Regions from separate parts of the Manis pentadactyla genome. Here region 2 is linked to region 1. A link is a contact called in public Hi-C data. All regions are on one chromosome and are shown on one strand. The core of a region is the stretch at or near the end of the contact, and the rest is flanking DNA. Distances in the headings are between cores, read along the strand shown. Region 1 holds the start of COL12A1 (collagen type XII alpha 1 chain). Region 2 holds the start of SLC17A5 (solute carrier family 17 member 5).

Region 1 (7,529 bases), core at 524-3,023:
AGGCAGGCGGCCGTGGTCTCTGGGAGAGGAAGCCCCGGCTCTCGGATCCGGGTGGGCGCGCCACTCCTGCGCGGGCGCAGGGGCAGCTCTGCGCCGGATCTGCAGGAGGAGCTCCTTTTGGGCCAAGCACACCGACACCCGGCGCGGCGCGGCTCCCGAGTCCGCGATTTCACCGTCACGGACAAGGGCAGAGGGTACTGAGAGAAGCGCGCGCCGCCCGGGCTGGCCGTCCCGGACGCAGGGCCTCCTTCCAGACGCGGGAGGCTCCGGGGGGCGTCCGCGAGGCGGTGTGCCGGGGCGCGCGCCCGCGGAGCCGAGGGCTGGGGCGGGGCTCCGGCACCCGTGTGACTGCACGTCGGGTCCGCCGGGCCGGGACCCTGGCGCGCGGGGCCTAGACGATTCGGACGCCGAGGAGGCAGCTCCAGGGGCGGGCGCGCGGCCCTGTGCGCGTGGGCTTTCTGTGCCGGGCCCCGCCGGCCCTCGCGCAGGCCGTGTGTACGCGGGGAATGTGCGGAGGTGGCGGTCCCCACCCTTCTCCATTCTTTCCCTCCCGTCCTCTCGCTGGCTTCCTCTGGATTTCTCTGCAGGCGGGCCTGCGTGGGACGGAGGGCAGCGGGGCACCTTGCTGCTCTGCCAGCGGCTCGGAGGCTCGGGCCTGCGGGAGGGAAGGCCGAATCTGAGCGGGTCAGACCAAACCGGGAGCACAGGTTGACACCGGTGACGAGCCCTCCGCTTTCCCATTCCAGGCGCGCCAGCCCGGGCTCCACTCCCCGCCCCGTCCTCCGTCCCGGTGGCCGCCCGGCTCAGGGTTAACTGCGGGCCTTGCAGAGGCCCAAAGGCTCAGGCCCCTGCCAAGCGCACCCACGCGGCCATCGGAACCTCTCCTGTCGCCCCGGGGTGGGAGCCCCGCGCCTCCCGGGCGCGTGGTGCCGTCGGGCCATGCGGAGCACCGGGCTGCAGGCTGCGGGCCAAGGGGTGGAACCGCGGTTCGGGGGCCCTACGAGGGGAGAGGGCGCTGGCACAACGCCAGCGCCCGTTCGGACTCCGTGTCTCCGGGGTTGGGAGATCACCCGCCTTGTCCGTTGAGCCCGCGGGGTGGTGGGGCAGGGCCAGCTGCCCAAAGCCTCCCCGCCGGGCACGGGGATGAAACCTGGTCCCGGGCGACCTGCTGCTGTTCGGAGGACCCTGGGTTTCTTAGCGCCCCGCCCTCTTTCCCGGCTCGACTTGAGCCCCCAGTTCCGTCCGAAGCCCCGGGAGCGAGGCAGGACTGGGAAAGCCGTCGGTCGCCGAGCCCCGCGCGGTTTGCAGCCGCGGCAGATTGAACAGGGCACGGGGCGCGCCGCGTGCGCAGACAGTTAGTTCATGGAAACCCTGCAGATGGGTTTTAAGTGCCCCCGGGACGCAGGGGGAGAAGGTGTAGGTGGTGGGAATGGGACGGGGGATGGGGCTCCGATGGCGGGCCGGCCGCGCATTCTTGCAGCTCTGAAAGTGAGAGTCACCTCCCTCCCTGCCATTGTTCTTAATTTAGAAAAATTAATTCGTTAAAGAAAATCGCACGCCTGGGGAAACCCGAGCTCGCGGCCCGCCCCCTGCGGGGGAACGCGCGGCTTCCCTGGGCCCGGAGCCCGGCGGCCGCCCGCCCCCGCGCCGCCCCCGCGCCCCCGCCGCCCCGAGGCCCCCGCCACCTCACGCCGCAGGAATGCTCCAAGTATGCACACGCTCCCCAAGCAGACCTCCTTCGCCGCCGCGGCGCATACATCACCCGTGGCAGCCGTCCACCTTCTCAGGCGTTTCGTAACCGGGTAAGCTGAGAGCTGGGGACGGCCCTCCGTTAAGTAGCCCGCGGCGCCCCTCTCTTCCCACTCGGCCCCGCGCGCCGCCGCCGACGAGTCCGCGCCCGCCGCCGCCCGCTCTCCGCGCGTCCCGCCGCGCCCGCCGCTCCGGACCCGGCCGCCGCGGGGCCCCGCCGCGGCGCGCCCCCCGCAGCCGCCAGGTGCTCCCGGAGCGCGGCGCCGGCTGCCGCCACGCCGGGGAGCCGCCGCCTCAGGTGGGTCCGGCTCCGGCCCCTCGCCCTGCTGCCCGGCCTCGCCGGGGGCTCCGGGGAAACCCGCGCCAGCCGGTCCCTGCTCAGCCCTCAGCCGGCCCGGCGCGGGGGCGAGGGCACGGGACCTGAAGCTTCCGAGGGGAGGCAGCTGCACGTCTCCCAAGGCGGATGCGCGGCGGCCGGCGCGCGCGGGCTCTCCGGTCAATGTTTGCAGAGTTTCATCGACTTCAGGGGGCGGCGCTCCAGTGTGAGGGGCAGCCGTCCCGCACCCCCTCGCCCGCCCGCCCCGCGCGGTGGCACCTCGGTGGCGCCCGGCGCGGACCTCTCCGGGGGCGGGCTGAGTGCTCTGCAGCTCCCGGCTGCGCCGGGCTGTGTGGCATCGAGGCAGAGCCCGGGCCCAGGGTCCTGGCCCTTCCCCTGCTCGTCAGGGCATCCGAGACGGTGGGTCGGCCCAGCGCCCGGGGACGCGGCCGGCCAACCCTCCCCCGCCAGCGGAGTACACTGCCTCTCCGGCCTTCCCCCCGGGCGCCGGCCCGAGGTTCGCTGAACCCCAGGGTAGCGCGCACCCTGCATTCTCGGAAGGGTGGTGATCGGAGAGCTTGGGGCTCTGTGAGGAGCCGGGACCGTGGGCAGGGCAAGGGGCAGGAGAGGCACCCCACACCGAGCATCTTCGGGGACCCTCGGCGACCGTTTCCGCGCCTTCCGGGACCCCCTCCCCGCCTCCCACCTCAACCGGTAGCAGGTGGCTTTCTGAAGTCCACTGGAGCTCTGGGGAGGGGTCGTCAAGGAGGGAAATAAGCGCAAAACTCGTCCTTGGCTAACCGACGTCAGGGTGGCAGCGGGTGAAAGAGGAGGTGGGGACGGGCACGGGATCTGGAGGGACGGTTTGGGGTGCGGGGAGGTGTACTGTCCTTTTTTAGCTTGACGCTGGGGGGTAGGGAATTGGTCTCCTCCCGCGGGGTGAGGGAGGGGGCGAGTGGGCGAAGACCAATCCCTTAAGACCCCGAACCCCCCTCCCCCATTCTCATTCATGGTTTGAAGGGAGGGAACCCTGGCTGGCGCGTAGGGTCGGCCGTTTTCAGGCTTTCATGGCCGAGAATGCTCAATGAAATACTGAACTAGCTAAGCATTAGCATAAATGTTTCGGCTGAAAGGAGAGAGAACTTTATTTTGAACGTATGGACGGAATGCCTGGCTCGCTGGGTCAATTGGCTGACTGCTCCGGTCCCCGGACGCGACGGGACTCCTTCTTGCTGCCGACAGGTGGCGCTCTAGACCCAGGCAGGAGCGCGTCCGCTGCTCAGGTTTCCGCGAGGAGTTCAGGGGTTTAAAAACACTCCCCGCACAGATTTTCGGCGGGTCCATTGTCAGCCTTCAGTTTTTCGGGAGCACGACTGCCAACTGAGTTGGAAATGACTGTAGCAGAGGTCAGGCCAGTTGACGGGAACAGCGGGCCAGTTTCGCCTTCTCACCGCTGTAGGAGAGGGTTAGAAGCGTCAAACAGCTGTTAATTAGGAAGAAGGAAATGGCGGGGGTCCTTGGATCCCCAAGGCAGCGCCAAAATTTTAATCTTCGCTCCATAAAAAGAGATCCGGGCAATTTGGCACCGCCTGCTCGTCCGACATTGAAACGCACTCTACACTCAGGTCTAGAAAGATGCCAGTATTGTGCCAATAATGCGGAAAGACGTGTCCGTTTCTCTTCTCCAGGGGCTTGACCTTTGGCTCACTGTCGGATGCTCACGCACGATTTCGTTTTTCCCGGGGCCCAGCCTGTCCCCTTACAGTGATGTGTGTTCCGCAGAGCCCACTCTCCTCTATACGCCGCCTCCGGCAGCCCCCCGGGTCGGCTTCTTGTCGGCAGCTTTTGTCTCTGGGTTGGAAGATTCTCTTCTGCCGACATGGGTTAGGCACCTACTGTGCGCTGGGAACGAAAGATGCGCAAAATTCTCTCTTATGTGTAGACAGAACAAAATAGAGAAAACAGAGCGTGAAAGCGCTTTGTTAGCTCTTCCGCGCGCCCGGGACCAGCAGTGCGGCCCCGCGGCGCTACGCGGCTAGGAGGGCGCGCAGGCCGCGCACGTCCCCGCGGGCAGCGGCGTCCAGTGGAGTCTGGGCCACAACGACGCCTGAAAACCCTCCCCGGGCCGGATGAGGGACGCGGGGCCCGGGAGGCCTCCGCTGGCTTGCGGGCAGGACCCGCCTTCGGGAAGGACGCCCCTCAAGCCCGACGCCCCTACTGCCGCGGGCCCTGCGGCGCCTGGCCATGCCGCGGGGGCGGGCAGACCCGGGCACGTGCAGGCCCCGGCCCGGCTCGGTTCCCGCCGGGCCGCTGCTGAGGCCTCGCCGCTTGTCTCCGCAGGTCCCTTCATGCGGCCGTGAGCTGGGAGGCCGAGCATGCGGACCCGGCTTCCCCCAGCGCTCGCCGCCCTGGGCGCGGCGCTGCTCCTCTCCTCCACCCAGGCGGAAGGTAAGCGGCCCCGGTCCGCCGCCCGCGCGGACCCCGGAGCGCCAGCGCGGTCGCCGCTCGCCTCTGTCGCTTGCTCTGTGTCGCGCTGTCTGGGCTCCTCCTGCCGAGGGCCGCCGCTCTCCTGAGCTCGTCCGCTCCGCTGTCCTGCGTCCCCGCCGCTCGGCGCTCTGTGGTCTGTGCTCCTGTCCGCGGCGTGCTGTCCACGCCGCCCTCGAACCTGTCCGCGGCGTGCTGTCCACGCCGCCCGCGCTCCTGTCCGCGGTGCGCACCTGTCCGCGGTGCGCTGTCCACGCCTCTGCCTCCCCGAGGACCGGCGCCCGCGCTCCACGCAACACTGCGGGCGCCCCGAGCGCTGGTCTGTGGCCGGACGGCGACCCCAACGAGAGGCTCCACCGCGCCGGCGCTGCGCGTCCCCAGGCTCCGTGCGGGGCCCGGCGTCCGGCGGGAGCGGAGAGGCCCAGGTCTAGCCCCGCAAAGCCGAGGGTCCAACCCTGTCCTGCACCCTCCGCCTCCCCCCCGACCACCCTCCCTCCCTGCCGCCCCTTCTGCCCCTTCCTACCCCGCCCCTCGTCTCCTTCCTCCTCCCTCAGCATCAGCTGAGCGGAGTCGGGGCGGGGCTCAGAGACGCATCCTGGGGCCCCAAGGGCGGCAAAACAGCGCTGCGTGGCCCCGCCCTCCTGAAAATGAAGGGCTTTGCTGGATTATCAGCCTCAGTTTTGTTGTGTGCACTTGACGCCTTCGTTTCTCAGTTTTTACTAAACAAGCCATTTCTATGTATTAATCCAATGGGAACTGCCGTGTCCCTTCGGTCATTGAAAACCTGACAAACTAGAGTTATTGCTCTGCAGGGTGAATGGGGTACTACCATAAACAACATCTTAAAAACAGTTTTTTTTTTTCAATAAAAAAAATGCACCTGATGGAGTTAAGGGAGAAAAGAAGCACTTCTCACTGGGACAGCTGTGGGAGCCCCGGGTTGCGCCCTCAGTCTGCGGTTGTGGGAAAGTAGAGCTGTTCCATGACAGGCTGTTTCAGAAACTTCCTATTGTGTTTGATTTTCTGCTTCAAGGTTGCAGGTACAAAAAAAAATAATAATAATAAAATTAGGAAAAGCAGAGAGTCTCCAAAATGTATGGTCTGTTTAGAAAAGTGCCAGGAATTTGGTGCTCTTGTCTGATGAATATGTTGTGAATGTAGAGGCTTTTCAGGGTGGCCTTTATGAAGTAATACTCACATGGGGTTGCCCTTAATGTTCCTTTCTATGTCGTTGGTAGGAAGGAATTTTATTTGAGGAACTTCTGGAAGTCCTACTAAAGATACTTTTAGACAATTCACTGAAGTGGCCTATTTATTGCTCATTAAGAAAACAGTTATTTGAAAATCAGAAAGACTTGAGAATTCTTTGGAAAAGAATTTGGTTGGAAATGATATAAGTGGAAAAAAATCAAATCTGAATTGGATAGTAGCTGGGTAGCAAAATGCAGTTAAAAAGACGTTTTACTGTCCACATTCTCCTATTTCTGTATTTCTCACATTTTATCTTTTCAGTTTGTATGCATTTTCACACAATGCAGGTTTCTTAAGCTGCATCTTGTCTCCCAACCCCTTAGGTCAGCATTTAATAATTATATTTTAATATGATTTTTTCCCTTATTCTGTAGTTTGGTACCGTCAAATAGAAATATATGCAACGGCAAGCCACACATGTAACTTCAAACTTTCTGGTTGCTACATTAAAAAAAGGAAGAAGAAACAGGAGAAATGAATCTTTATAATATATTTAACTTAAACTAATGTATCCACACATTATCATTTCAGCATATAATCAATGTGAAAATTATCAGTGAGATATTTTACATTTTTTGTACCAAGTCTTTGAAATTGGATGTGTAGTTTACACTTGCAGTACGTTTCACTTTGGATTGGCCGTATTTCAAGCCCTTGACAGCCACGTGTGGCTGCTGGCTCGCCTTTTGGGCAGCATAGCCTGGGTGTTAACTACCAACTAAGTGGTCCCAGGAGCCTGTAAAGGGCTAACAAAATTTGTGGCTAAGGCCTTTCTGGGGACAGTGGGCTGGAAACAGAATTTCTTTGAAATATTTCTGCTGGGGGCTTTTCAGAATTTCAACTTTTGCCCCTATTTCCTGCTATGCCATTTTGGTCTTAGTTCAAAAGTAGCCATAGTTGTTTTTCTCTCCCTTTGGCCACTCACACATGTGCTCATGTACCCATACTATTTTCCAATCAATTTCTATTTACCTAGCATCTTATATGTTGAAAGCAATAGCTTTTTTGATATTAATTAAAAGGTTTTGGCATCACCTTTTGCATCTCCTATTTTATAGTGGTACCACCTTTTTCCTGTTGTTTTTCTTCTGCCCTCATATACAAGGAACTTAATTTTGTCTTATAGAATTAAGGGTGAAAGTCATTTATTTTGCCTTTAGTATTTGTAATTTTTAGCCTCAGCATAGACTCTGTGACCTGTGTTCTGAATGTGTGAATTGCTTTTGGTTTATGGGTCACATAATACATTAATTGCCATGTAGAAAATTCAACACTTTACATTTAAAGCTTAATGACCAGTATTTCCTGAGAATTAGACACCATTCCAACTAATCTAGAATTTCAGATGAACACAAGTTTTGTGAAAGAGTTGTAATTTTGGTAAGTCTGATAGGTAGTTTATAGTATATAATGAACAATTGGATATTATCGATTCAGTGAAACGAAGCCATAAACTTTAACAGACTTATATCTAGGTTAACAGGCAATTAAAATATATTTCTATAATCCCATGTCTAACTTAGAACAGAAATTTCAAACTAGAAGGGAACTTATAGATCATTCTAATTATCTCACTTTTCAAAGGCAAAAATGAGGACCAGCAAGTTGGAATAACTCAGTCAGCTAACATGGGCACTTAGGACCAACGCACCAGCAGGATGCGGGTCTCCCAGTCCTGGTTTAGGGCTGGGTTGCCCGCTCTGTGCTTCCTATTTGCTCGAGCGCCAAC
Region 2 (7,106 bases), core at 636-3,135, 900 kb after region 1:
ATTTCAACACTCCTCCTTAAATAATGCCATAGGTCATTGCTTTAGTTAACTACTCTGTGTGGTACTTAAAGTTTTAGTGTTTCTCCTCTGCATAAATCTATTTTCTGAGAAAATATTTTGATTAATATTCCTGTATAAGTTACAAAGATATTATTCGGGAAAATGATCAGTGCAATTGAACTCACATGACTCAATGAGGAAAAAGGTCTCCAAAAGATGAAATGTTTCTTCCTACATAATAATGTGATACAATTTAAAGGAAAAAGTTAGTAAATCCTAGAGACTCAGAACCGTAAAATGACAAAGAATTTAGAGATTAACCTCTCAGATGATTAACTGTCAAGTTTGCAAAAATTAAATAAAAACATTGAATAAAATATCTTAATAACCATTACATCTCAATAATCATTACAATTTGTCATTATAATTATTTCTTTTAGAAGAAGAGCTGGGATAAAGAAAATGATTTTATAGGGCCACATTGTTCATCCCCAAATTCCTTTACCGGTTTTACTATTTCTAAATTTAGTGGTTCAGATATTTGTCCCTCCATGCAAATTTTTACTTCCTATATATTCCTTGTCTACTTGAAATACTCAGTCATCTTGCCACAACAACATGATAAGGGAATGCGAAACATGATAAGCACAGTGAGTCACTATTAGGAACAGCTCGGTCTGCAAACAGAAGAAGACTTGGTCCTAGCTCGTAGAAAACCTAGAGTCATAAAAGAGAATTAAAACAATTACACAGCCAACTACCAAGTATAATTCCAGATAGAATGTGGTATGTGTTTTAAAAGAGGCATCGTGAAAATCAAAAGGAAGTTCCAAAGATGGGTAAACTCATTTTGCAAAACAAACAACAATAAAAATGGTAAGTTAATATATATTGAGACGTAATGCCCACCATGTACTGTGATTTACATGCACTATCTAATCTAATCTTTACAACAACCACGTGGGGTTTTTTCTATTTATTATCTTCACTTTACAGAGGAAAAAAGCTAGAGTCCCTGCCCAGAAGACATTCTTTTCCCATCCAAAGACAGGATTTGAAGGATAGAAATAAGGCCCCGACACGTCCCAAACTGCGCTGTCCCATACGGTAGTCCAAGCCCCGGGTGGTGACCCAACACCTGAAATGTGGCTGGTCCTGAAGAAGTGTCCTTTCAGTGTAAAATACACACCGGGTTTGGAATACCAAAATGGTACCAGAAGCAGCACACAGCTCATTAATAGTTTTATATTGATTGGATGCTAAATTGATAACATTTTTGATATATTGGGTTTAATAATGTATATTATAAAGTTAACTTCACCTTTTTCTGGGTTTTTTGCTTTTTAAGTTTTTAATGTGTTTACAAGAACGTTGAAAATTACAGATGTGATCTGTATTGTATTTGTACTGGACAACATCGGGTTAAAGTGTTGGTAAAAGAAGGAATAACCAGCCAAAGAGTAGATAAATAACATCAAGGACAATCTTCTATAGTAGTGAGCAGTCCGGAAGCAAATGCCAGATATAAGGAAGAAAAAGGTGTCATCTCATACTTTAAAAAAAAATCCTGTTAGGAATGTTACAAAACAAACGCAGACGCGCCCCCTCCCGTGCCCGCCGCCCCGCCCTCTCCAGTCCCCGCCGCGCTCCATGCGCCACGCGACTCCCCAGGACGCGGCTCCCGAGGACCCGCCCCCGGGCGCAACCGACCCCGCCGGGCGGAAGCGCAGGCCGCGGGGCCGCAGCCCGCAGGTTCCGCTCTCCCCGCCCCGCCCCAGAGCCGCCCGCACCTAAGATGGAAGCCGGGGGGAGCCGGGCGGCCGCCTCAGGGCGGGGCCTCGGGGGCCGAGCCGCCTGTGTGGCGGGGCCTATCGGGAGCGGGGCCTATTGGCCCCTCCCCCGCCCGCAGTCCCGGCCTGAGCTGAGCCGCCGCCGCTGCGCCGAGCGGGAGCCGCGCTCCGGAGACTTCATGAGGCCCCCGGCGCGGGACGCGGCCCGGACCGCGGGTGAGGAGGGCGCAGACAGCACTCCGCTCCTGCAGGGCGTCCGGAGGGTGGAAGCAGGTGAGTGGCGGCGCGGCCCGGGGGTGGGTCGGTCCCCGGCTCTCGGCCGGCGCGCCCGGCTGCGGCGGGGCGAGGGCTGTCGCGGAGCGGGAGGCGTCCCGGGCCCCCGGCCCGCCGGCCCGCTGCCCAGGAGCCGCTCCGGGGCCGGGCCTGGCCTGGCGGACGTCGGTAGCGTCCCGCGCGCGTCCCCGGGGAGAGCGAACCGGGGTAGAGCCTGCAGGTCTGCGCTCACGGGGCGGCGGAGGACCGGCGGGCGGAGGCCTGACGCAGCCGCCAGCCCTTCCTCCCCGCTGCCAGCTGCCGGGGCGCGAGGACGGCGGCGGCGGTCCCGCAGACCCTAGCGGGGGTCCTGAAACTGTGCGGTAGGGGATTGAAAGTACTGCCCGCGGCTTTTATAGCAGCCTGCAGCTTCACTTAGGGAGCAGGTTGGCTGTCCTCAAGACAGGGTGTCTACCAAGCCCTAAAGGAATTTGCCAAAGGTCTTGCAATGGATAGGAAAGGTGTTCTACAACGCATCTTTCCCTGAATTTGGGAAATTTTGAATATTTTGCTGTTTGGTACTTTTGTAACACAACGTCGTGAAAGGTAATAATCAAAACTAAACAAGTCGGTCTGCATGCATTCTGTAGCTTCAAAGGTTTGTGCATGAGAAACAGAGCTGAATTAGAAATTTCACTTTCCCTCAACAGTAAAGATCCGGTAGGATCTTTTTGTGTTTGCTTTTAACATCACCAGATGGTGGCAGTAAAGTGGCAACGTTATAGCTCTGCCCTGCAGCTGGGCGCTTACTGTAGTGGCTGCACGATGGAAATGCCATTCCGTAGGGTGTTTTACCTGCGAATGTGACTTAGTTCCATAAATTAATCTCTGTGACATATAGTGTTAGATTTCCATAATCTTCCTCTGTAAAGTAATCTAGTACGGAAATGCAGAAACAAATGCCATAATAAAGATACTCCCTAGAGAATACCGTATTCTGCTGCAATACAATTTTAGCTCAAAAGTTAAACATCATTAGTTGTCAGGAAAATGCAAACTAAAACTACAATGAACCATTAAACACCCACTAAAATGCCTAAAATTAGAAAGAGTGAAGAACCAAATGTTGGCAAAGATATGGAATAATTAGAACTCGCGTACTTTGATGGTAAGAGTGTAAAGTAGTACATGTTTTGAAAACTGGCAATTAACTTTAAAGTTAAACATACATTACCATAATACCACACAATGTTTATAGCAGCTTTATTCATAACCGTTAAGATTGGAAACAATCTAGATATTCATCAGCAATTGAATGAATAAACAGATTATAGTATATCCATACAATGGAATACTACTAGCTGATAAAAAATTGTATACTCCCATCAGAAGACACCGCTCTACTTTTAAGCCCCCAAAATGTTTGCACACCAGCTCTCCAGACACGGTTTTGAAGGTGCACAGCAGTGAACAAAACCGAACAAAGCTCCTGCCTCACTGAGCTCTTATATCCCACTGTGCGCTTTCCTAAGCCTTCAGCCCGCTCCACTTCACTCTCTCGCTGGGTCAGCCTCACTGCCCGGAGCTAGGTTTTCTTGCCGGTGCCCGGGGCTCCCTCGCCCCTGCCTTGTCACCAAGGCTCTCCCCGTGCTGTCCTGTGTGTCCCTGTGCCTAACCCCACAGTGGGGCCTGCAGCATTCCCAGGCCACACACTGGACAGGCTGCCCCCACCTGTGTCGGGTGGGTGTCTGCTCAGTGACCCTGCACATCTCACTGACAGCCACACACCCCACTCATTTCGACAACTCCTTACGTCTTTTTCCAATAACTAATTTCTCACAAGTGTGCAATAACCTCAATTCCTGATGTCCAGAAAAAGCAATAATACTAACAGTTCACAGTCATTGAAGGCATATGTGCTAAGCACTATTCTAAGCACTGTATGTATGAACTCAATCCTTATGGTAACCCTCGTGTAGGCAGACCACGAGCTGACACCGAGCGCATAGTAAGTGCTCAGTAAATACAAGCTGTTGTATTGTTCTATGAACTTGGCACCTCTGCCCCACTCATTCCGCAGAGTGCCGCGGGCTAGCCGTGCCAGGCTGTCCGGCCTCTCCTCTCCCTGTGCGCCGTCCTCATTGCACACTCCTGTCTCTGCTGCGGCATCTGCCTGCGCCACTGTCCCTGCCCTCGCCTGGTGGCTTCCTGCTCACTGGTGAAGACTGGGTGCAAGTGGTTCTCCAAGAGGCCTTTCCTCACCCGCCCTGCTCTGCACACACACACACACATACCCGCAGAATAACATGTTACATACATAGCGTAGCACTTTACCTTACTAGTGTAACATTCTTTGAAGTAAACCGGAAAGGAACTCACTTGGAGTGCCTTCCATTCTGCCCTCCAGGAACTCACTTCAGCCACACGTGACCAGGGAGGTGGACGGCAGAGAATGAAAAGTGACCTCCAGAGACCAGCCAGTGAAATCCAACCCAGAACCTAAATCCATTTCCAGGTCTGCCTCACTCTGAGTTAGCCTGTATTCTTTTAATAACACCTGCTCCACCTTGCTGAGTTAAGCCATGTCTTAGAAGTGGGTGGGTTGGGTGGGTGCCCTGTTCACCATGCAGGCGTGTTTTGCTTTGAGCTTGCTTTCCGTGTGGCAGATGCTCAGGGATGTGATCTGTCTCCTGTCCGTGATGTCACAGGCACGTTTGGCTGTATCCCCAGGCTTCCTTGAAATACAGTTTTTCTGGCTGATTTGTAATCAACATCCAATTTAATAAAGCTAGTAACCATTTATTTTTAATATTTCTTAAAACCTCATCGTGTTATATTTTGTGACATCTGGCTTTTTGTTTTCTGATTATTGACTGCACCCCAAAAACTTAAAGTTGCCTGACCCATAACTCATAGGTTATATGTGCACTAGTAATTTGAAATCATCTCACTCGCCTTTCCTTCGTTCCCCAAGCCTCTAGCCCCACATCTTACTCACCTGGTGAGGTATGTCCTGGTCCAGCCCAAGCATCACATTGGGAGAAGCTGAAAACACACAGGAGCGTAAGGGAACTGCAAATAAGGCAGAATGGAGTGATGACATTAGAAGTCAGAGGAGCATAAAATAAAGCTGCTTAAAGTAAGAATCACTGATAACTGTGTCCCTTCCTTCCACTTACTCCTGCATCTAAATGGGCAAAGCCTGTGCATCCTGCCTTTCAATTTATCTCAGATCTGCCCGGTCCTCGCTGTTGCCTCAGCTTTATTCTAGTTTAGCCACCTTGGCCTCTTATGTAGAAAACTAGGGAAGGCCCCTCAGTGATCTCCCTGAATCCACATTTCCCCACAATTCACGCTTCTCCCACTTGGTAATCTCACTGCAACCAGAGAAGCTCTCTAACCCTCAAATCACATCTTGTCACTCCTCTGCTGAAGTACGCAATGGAATTTGTAAACAAACCTTGGCAAAGCAGACAGTTCAGAAATCTGGGTTTTTCTTCTTCCAAATTACTCAAAGTAAGACATTTTAATTGTCAGATTTGGGAAGGTGATGAGTCCCCCGTCCAGACTGCAGTGTCACTGTGTGGCAGAGCGATGTTAAAGGATGCGTGCGCGCCTGTAAAACATGCCTTGCGATAGCCACACTGTCGCTGCCTGGACAGCTCCCGTGTTGCTGGAGAGAGCAACTGTGTCTGGACTCGGGTCACAGACCGCGCGAAGGAGCCTTGGAAATACAGTTCTCACTGCTGGAGTCTAATTGGCAGTAGCACTTTACCTCTGCCAGCTGTCTCTGAACTGGGAGTCATGAATGCCAAATGAAAGTGCTCCATTCAAAGATGTCATTCTTGCCCAGAAGAGAAATTGCTAGCAGTTGGTAGGTGTGTGAAGACTTACAGAAAGGGGAGTTGGATCACTTAGATGTGTGTTAATACATATCAAGTGTAGTTGTGCTGCATTCATTAAGGCATCAGCCTGAGTCAGTGCCAAGACCGTTGCACTCTGAAAAATAGACTCTTGTTTGAGGTTAGGTCAGTGAAAACACAGGATTCCCAAGCAGGCAAACACACACGTTGCTATGCCATTGCCAAACGGAAGCACACGTATATCTGTACATGTCTCTAACTTCTCATGACCAAACAAAATGATGTTTAGATTCTTATTAAACAGTCAGTGTTTGCCAAGCTTAAAAGTGTCAGACCCTGGGTGACCCCCTGCCGGGAACAGCCAGCAATCCCTGAGACGACGGGTGAAGGATCTGACTTTACAGCAAGAGAGGAGAGGGCGAGGGGGTCGGCGCTGAGAGGCAAAGACCCTTTTCTCTGTTCGCATTCATATTTATTGTGTGCTTTCAGATCTTTACATCATGATTAAAGATACCACAGGTGCAGATCACAAGAGTGCAGAAAGTTACAGGGTGTGATTAATCTTAAGCCTTTAGAACAAAGAAATCAAAGGTTTCCAACAATAAAGTCTTTACACAGACCCTGACATTCCAAGGGTCTGCACCCCATCCTGCAGTCCCATGACACCCTCTGGAAACTTCCATCTGTATCTTAGCAAGCCAACACTGCACAGCCCTACCACTAACATTTCCATCCCCCACAACCTACTTTCTCTTTGTCACTAGCTTCCTGACTCCCGCCCTCAGCACTAGAGGACAAGGTAGGATGTGTGCATAAGCCCATGAATAGAGTAAAATAGGCCAGCTCCCCCCACAGGACTCTGTTCTCATCGCCACATCCGGCCCACTCTCCTTCCTGTGATCATTGTGGCACCTTCCCTCACTTCCTTTTTTATCGTGGGCCCTTTAAGCCTGATCACCTGAGCAACTGTCAGAGATGCTTCGCGTTTGCTTTGGGATTCTTAAGCACACTGAGTCTAGGAGGCCCTAAGTGTTGATCATGGCTTGTGGTTCAAACCTGCCTCTGAGGATATTTTCCAAGGTAAGAAGTGTATCCAGAGGACTTTCGTGTCCTGGCCTTGGCAATAATCCCAGCCGGGCTGCCCCTGCAGGGGGGCGGCCACCAGCCCTGGTCACCAGCACATACGCCAGGCGACGGCGAG

The links. A called contact is a pair of places that touch in the nucleus more often than the background predicts.
Region 2: a contact with region 1 is called in a Hi-C map of fibroblasts, with 5 times the contacts expected there. The contact joins the promoter of SLC17A5 here to the promoter of COL12A1 in region 1. A contact is called at or near these places in 2 of 3 Hi-C or Micro-C datasets (fibroblasts and skin fibroblasts).

Annotation. Positions count from the first base shown.
Region 1 is chr16:6,227,806-6,235,334 of mManPen7.hap1, forward strand. It overlaps COL12A1 (collagen type XII alpha 1 chain), which reads left to right and starts at 1,774. Exons shown (of 66, transcript XM_036916189.2): 1 at 1,774-1,802; 2 at 4,406-4,513. The coding sequence starts at 4,441.
Region 2 is chr16:7,127,723-7,134,828 of mManPen7.hap1, forward strand. It overlaps SLC17A5 (solute carrier family 17 member 5), which reads left to right and starts at 1,886. Exons shown (of 10, transcript XM_057493709.1): 1 at 1,886-2,063. The coding sequence starts at 1,970.